Regions from separate parts of the Columba livia genome. Here region 1 is linked to region 2. Evidence: chromatin contacts called from public Hi-C data. All regions are on one chromosome and are shown on one strand. The core of a region is the stretch at or near the end of the contact, and the rest is flanking DNA. Distances in the headings are between cores, read along the strand shown. Region 1 overlaps ACAP3 (ArfGAP with coiled-coil, ankyrin repeat and PH domains 3). Region 2 holds the start of LOC135575238 (lysophosphatidic acid receptor 6-like).

Evidence for each region. A called contact is a pair of places that touch in the nucleus more often than the background predicts.
Region 1: a contact with region 2 is called in a Hi-C map of liver, with 4 times the contacts expected there. The contact joins the enhancer-like site here to the promoter of LOC135575238 in region 2. A contact is called at or near these places in 2 of 2 Hi-C or Micro-C datasets (crop and liver).

The regions. Positions count from the first base shown.
Region 1 is chr21:2,088,408-2,091,393 of bColLiv1.pat.W.v2, reverse strand. ACAP3 (ArfGAP with coiled-coil, ankyrin repeat and PH domains 3) reads right to left here. Exons shown (of 26, transcript XM_065037890.1): 3 at 2,582-2,701; 4 at 2,045-2,098. Among named protein-coding and RNA genes, the nearest start is that of ACAP3, 34 kb to the right of the region's middle. Within about 2 kb of position 1,448, at least 1 of the 3 cell types and tissues checked has an H3K27ac peak away from gene starts, as active enhancers do.
Region 2 is chr21:2,030,831-2,033,790 of bColLiv1.pat.W.v2, reverse strand. It overlaps LOC135575238 (lysophosphatidic acid receptor 6-like), which reads left to right and starts at 1,606. Exons shown (of 2, transcript XR_010467480.1): 1 at 1,606-2,960. PUSL1 (pseudouridine synthase like 1) reads left to right here. Exons shown (of 10, transcript XM_065037916.1): 10 at 1,456-2,960. It overlaps INTS11 (integrator complex subunit 11), which reads right to left. Exons shown (of 18, transcript XM_065037904.1): 18 at 2,945-2,960.

The sequences.
Region 1 (2,986 bases), core at 199-2,698, 58 kb before region 2:
CAGGTTTGGGAGCTGACAGCACAGCATCTCTCTGCAGACAAGCCCAGAAGAGCTTGGCAAGCCGCAGTCAGAATTTATCCACTCCAGCGTGGCTCTGTGAGGAGGAGGGATCGCAGGGGACACCCCGGAGGAAAATTCCAGCTCATGCCACTCAGGCTCATGTGAAAGGACACGGGTGAGCGTTGCGGGAAGGATGCTGCAAGGCGCCAGCATCCCTGCCTGCCACCCGCTGCTCACACAGCCGGCTGGAAACGCGGTCCCTGCCACGGATCATGGATCGTGCACGTGGAACCTCATCCGATGGGGTGATGGGATCCAGCATCCCGCAGGCTCAGAGAACAGCAGCGATGCCTCCAGAGGTCAGCATCGTATCACCAGTTGGAAGCTCTTTTTCAAACCACTGAGCATCCGTTTCTGAAGGGAACATCCTAGGAAGCCAGTTTCCCAAGACGTTGCTCATCTTCTACATTCAAGCGGGTTTTAAGCTTGGATTCTGCTGAACTAGAATCAGGGCATCTCTGGGCCCAGTGCTCTAGCAATAAAACTACAGAACAAGCTTTTCCAACCCATTTTTTTGGAATATTTCCTCTTCTTTTTAACTTGTTCCAGTTGTACATACTGTCCTGGCTACACTCCTAGAGCGAGCACTGACAACTGCTTCATAGCTGAGATCCTCAGGCGCGGACAAGCCAAGATACACATCCACACACACGCACACAAAGGAGACAGCAGAAGGCACTAAAAATAACTCCGTTAATTGAATAGCCATCCGAGAGGGCTCAAATGCCGCAGTCATCATTCCACAGCCATTTCCCAGCGAGGGACTCACACTGCTGGGCACCAGGGGAGGAGGATGCTCTCCAAAGGCCGGGGGGAGGGAGCATTTAAGCACGTTTTTCCCTTGTCCCTGCAGTTGGTGGTAGGGAAATGCTGTTTTTCACAAGCCCTGAGTCACAGGCAGCGGGAGCTCAGGCCTGTGAACAGGGTGGGGTGGCTGGGAAGGGCTGGACCACATCAGCTGGGGATGTGACAGCTCTGGGAAGGGTCCTCCTGCTTTATGAGTTGGCTGAGGCGAGCGCAGTCCCAGAGGTGCCACTTCTGGCAGCGAGCGGGGACGCAGGGGAAGCCGCACAGCTGGCGCAGCGGCGCTTGCAGACGGAATTGTGCAATTCCAGAGGTTTCTGGCCGGGGCTGCTACCTCGCGGCTGGGCTGCACGTACTCCTCAGCACTGGTTTTCAGAGGGAATTTGAGCAGCATCAGAAAAATCAGGGTTGGATTTTCTCTGCTCGACACAAACACACCTTTTCTCTGCTGCTCATTCACTCTCTCCCCACCAACACTGCTGTACAGGTGTTTACTGTTCCCAAACACTAACAGTCCCAGGAGAGCTACGTGTGCACAACCTCTTTTCCTTGTCATTTTTTTTACTGGGAAACAGTCTCCCTACCTGCTTCACGAAATAATTAAATGGACTCGATGCAGCTTCTTCTGCAGCTGCACGTGGTTAACCCGCATCCCAAAAGCGAGCATCGTGCCTAATGTATTTTGACAGGGGCATCGCAGTATAAAAGTGGGTCAGTCCAGTGCTGACACCCTGAAGCTTCCTTCTCTTTAAAACACTTGTGCTTTAAGCTCCTACTGAGTTACAGACTTAAAATTGCGAGTCTGGCATGAAGCCACCAAGCACAAAGCACCTTTCTCTTGTACAAGGGTTTGCAGGTGCCGTGGTTGGGTGTTAGGGATGGAGAAAGGGCAGATTCTAACTCCTGGGGCTCTGTTAGCGAGATACAGTAGCATTAATATGTCCCGTGACACCCTTAAACATAGAGCTACACACACCCTGTGGAGTTTGCTCCCAGTTTGATCCATTCACAGATCTGCTGGTCTCCTAATGTCACCAATTTGAACGCCAGGCTTCAGAGTGTATTCCTTTCACAGACCCCACCTTTGCGCAGTGTCAAGTAAGCCAAACACCATCAACCAGCGCCTTGAGAAAGACGTTGCCATCCGCCCCCAGAAAGACAAGAGGAAGTGGCATCTTACCATGTGATAGTTGATCATTTCCTGCAGACTGTCTCCAAATTTGTCCAGGCACTCCTGCAAAACAAGGCGAAGAGAACAGGTGGTGAATAGAAGCAGCTGCTCTTCCTTCCCAGGGGTTCAACATCTGCGACAGACCCTCATGAAGCCACTGAAGAGCCACCCCGCGTTTCAAAATATCTGACATTGAAGCCACAGGCTCCCTGTCCTTTCCAGTTCAGTGCTAAAATCCACATCACTACTCGCTTGTGTAGGCTGGTTACCTGTGTTACCTAAATAACTGATGCTTACTGACCTAGATTCCAACCACCTTGCCAGCACTGTGGCTTCTTAAAAGTCCAGTTCTCTCTGCAAATAATGAATCTCGCTCTGACTTTCAGCATTGCATCATCAGATGGTCTCCAAAAATAAAATCTCACACTAAATGGCTACCTATACTGTATAAGGGTCTTGGGTAATATGGTCCATTCACAGCATCGGCAAACTTAACACTCCCCAGCCCTCACTGTGTCCCATCCTCCATCCCGGGGGGTGACTTACCGAAATCATCTCATCCTTCTTGCACTGCTGCGACAAGTCCCGGACCCCGCTGACGAAGTGCTTGTTGGTGGTGATGTAGGCTTTGCCCGCTTCGATCATCCCGCTGCATAGCTTCACCAGCTGCGCGAGGAGAGGGGGGTGAGCACCTGGATTTCACCTGTGCCAGCACCGCGACGCCGTTCACGTTCCCGGTGCGGATGCACCAGCAACCCCGATTGCACGTGGCAGAACCGGGGATGCTGCCGGCATTTTGCTTGTCCCTTAAGAATAATAATTCCAGGCTGTCCCCTGGGGACAAATGAATCAGGGCAGCCCATTTTTAATTTTTTTCCATTTTTTTTTCCTCTATCCTGAAGTATCAGGGCTGCAATAAAAGGAACCTGATCACACAGATTGATGGGGGAG
Region 2 (2,960 bases), core at 357-2,856:
TCAAGCCGACTGTTGCTGCAGCCTTTTTTTATTTAATAGAGCAAAAATACCTGCTCGTGATGCTTCTGTAGATGTTTCCGGACTGTACCCCTAATCTGAATCATTTTTTATGTCTGTCATTAATACTTGTTATTTTTATCAGGGGTTATTTATAATTCCTCTCCTTTTTATGCTGTTGCATCACTAATTCTCTTCAATTGATTCCACTTGGACACCCAGTACACAGGGAGATCTTTGGGTGACAGTGACGCTTTAAAACCAGAAAAACCTCCCGCTTGACCAGAGTTGAAGGACTCAAGCTTAAGTTTATATGAAAACATTTCTGATAATTTAATGAACTCAAAATCTGGTGGCAACTTCGATGTGTGTGTTGCTGTGTTTTTGTAAATGAAATAACTTTGAACAGGAACTCGCTGCTGCTTTTTGGGTGGCAGAAACAACAGCCTCCCCGCCTCAAAGGAAAAATAACCAACCAAGAAAACAACGCTGGGAGCTGGGATGTGATCAGACTCTGCTTTTGGAATGGTAGATAAGTAAATGGTGTGTTATTCTAAGAGAAAAGTGACTTGGAAAATAGCTGTTTAGTTGTTGGCTCTGTCACTTGTTACCTCTCGCAGAAAATGAGCATATTTTCATTCACACTGATGTACACGGGGGGTCCTGCAGTGCGGGTGGAACTGGGTAGAAGAACAACTTATAACTGACTTGTAAGATACTCCACGGCAGTGATTTACTATCCCCCCTTTCCACGGCTCCTGTAGTTGAGCTTAAATGGGTTTGTGTTAAGGTGCTATTTGCAGAAATTCCTTGTGTGTGTCGTGGAGCTTTTACCTGGTGGTAAAACCTAGAAAAGTGAGATTTTCAGTGGCTTTTGCTCTGGCAAAACTCTGAGAACGAAGGTTGTTTCAAGTCCTGTGCTGTGTGGAGTTACGGCCGAGCCGTGCCTGGGTTGTGTTGGTCTGTGCACAGCCCTTTGCCCAGGTGAGCAGAGACGTGTCCTTGGCCAACTTAGAGCAAAACTGGTTATTTTTCCTTTCTCGTCTTCCCATTGTCATCTCGGGTGCTTTTGACTTCGTTAGATAAACCGCTCTTGGGAGGAAGTGTGATCTGAGCGCTTCCTTTGGAAAGCACCCAACAACCTTTGTGTCTTTGTGTGGTCAGTGGCTCAACTCCAGGACCTCGGTGCCTGTTGTAGCTGGTTTAATTTCTCCACCACCTTTAAGGCTTCTCTTTAGGTGTTTGTGTTTGGCTTAGTTGCTCAGATTTATTATTATTTTTTAGATATTTGATGGAGGAAACTGCACTGCACTGCGTGTCTTTTGTGGGAGCAGGGGAATTGCCACCTCTCTTACTGCAACACTGTCACCTCGCAATGATTTTCAGGCCAGTAAATGCTCTGTCTACTGCGTGAACTTCAAATGCTCATGTTTTAAATGATTTATTCTTTCTTTACAGCAACAGCACTTTCCATCTGTTAATAAATACACCAAGCACGGGCTTCACCAGACTGAACATCGCTTCAGCTCTTCCCCACTCGAGATGAAATAAACCTCCAGAGCCCACTGAGGTTAGGGCTGGTTTAAGACTTTAATCCCTGCAGAAATCATGGCAGGTGTGTCCTGCCCTGGAGGAGTCTCCAATGAGACCGTTGCCAATGCCAGTTCAGAATCCAGTTTGGACGCGGATTTCCAGTATTCCTTGTTTACTGTCATCTACAGCATCGTCTTCGTGCTGGGGCTGGTAGAAAACGTGGTGGCTCTGTACTGCCTGTCCTGCAGAGCAGAGCACACGGCTCATTCCTACGTCTACATGATCAACCTGGCGCTGGTGGACACCTTGTTCGTTTGCGTGTTGCCTTTTAAAATTCATTACCACCTGAACCGAAACAACTGGATCTTCGGGGACGTGGCTTGTAGGGTCACCGGGACTTTGTACTACATCAACATCTACCTCAGCATCGCCTTTTTCACCTGCATTTGCGTCGATCGTTACATCGCGGTGCTGCACCCCTTCACCTACATCCGCATCAGAGCCGCCCATTACGTGGCGGTGGTCGCAGCCCTCTGGGTGGTGGCTCTGAGTGTCGCGGTTCCTCTGGTCCTCGGTGGCCCTCTGCACAACAGCGGCGAGAGGAACGCGACGGCGTGTTTTGAGAACTTCCCTTCGAGCTGCTGGACTTACCGCATGGCTCCCTACAACATCCTGGCCTTGGTTTTTGGGTTCGTGATCCCGTTTTCCATCATTCTCATCAGCTACCCGCTCATCGCCAAGAGGATCTCCCAGATCAAGCACAGCGTCCGCAAGAGGAAGGCGCTGAGCACCATCTACATCATCCTGGCCATCTGTACTTTGTGCTTTCTCCCATATCACCTCACGCACTTGCTTCACTTTTTAATGAGAGTCCGGGTCATCCAGAATAAGTCGTTTACCAGCTTGATCTACAAAATGCGGAGGGTCACCCTGGCCCTCGTGAGCGTCAACTGCTGCCTCAACCCCCTCCTGTATTATTTCACCTCCTCCAGCAAGCGCTGGAGCTTCAGCCTCAGGCTCCGGTTCAGGTCCGAAAGGGTTTACACGATCTACGACCAGAAACACAGGGAGACCTCCTATGTGTACAAACTACACCAGAGACACGGAAACAAGAAACACAGAGATGGCATCAACTGATTTACTTAAAGTAAGTACACGTTTCATCTCTCCTACTGTTTATTTGAAAACAAACCTCGGAAACCAGTGCCTTTGACGCAGTGGGTGTTACACAAGGGAAGACTGGAGGGAAGTGCCGTATATTTTTATTAGCTGTGTATTTTTATGAGCCAACTGGGACAGCACCAGGGGAGCTGTATTCTCTGACAGTCCTCAGGACTCTTTAAAATGACTCCCCCAGACAGGTTTCTAATGTGAGAAGATCGCAGCTAAACAATACAGACCATCACTGCAGTAATTGGACAAACGCCGTA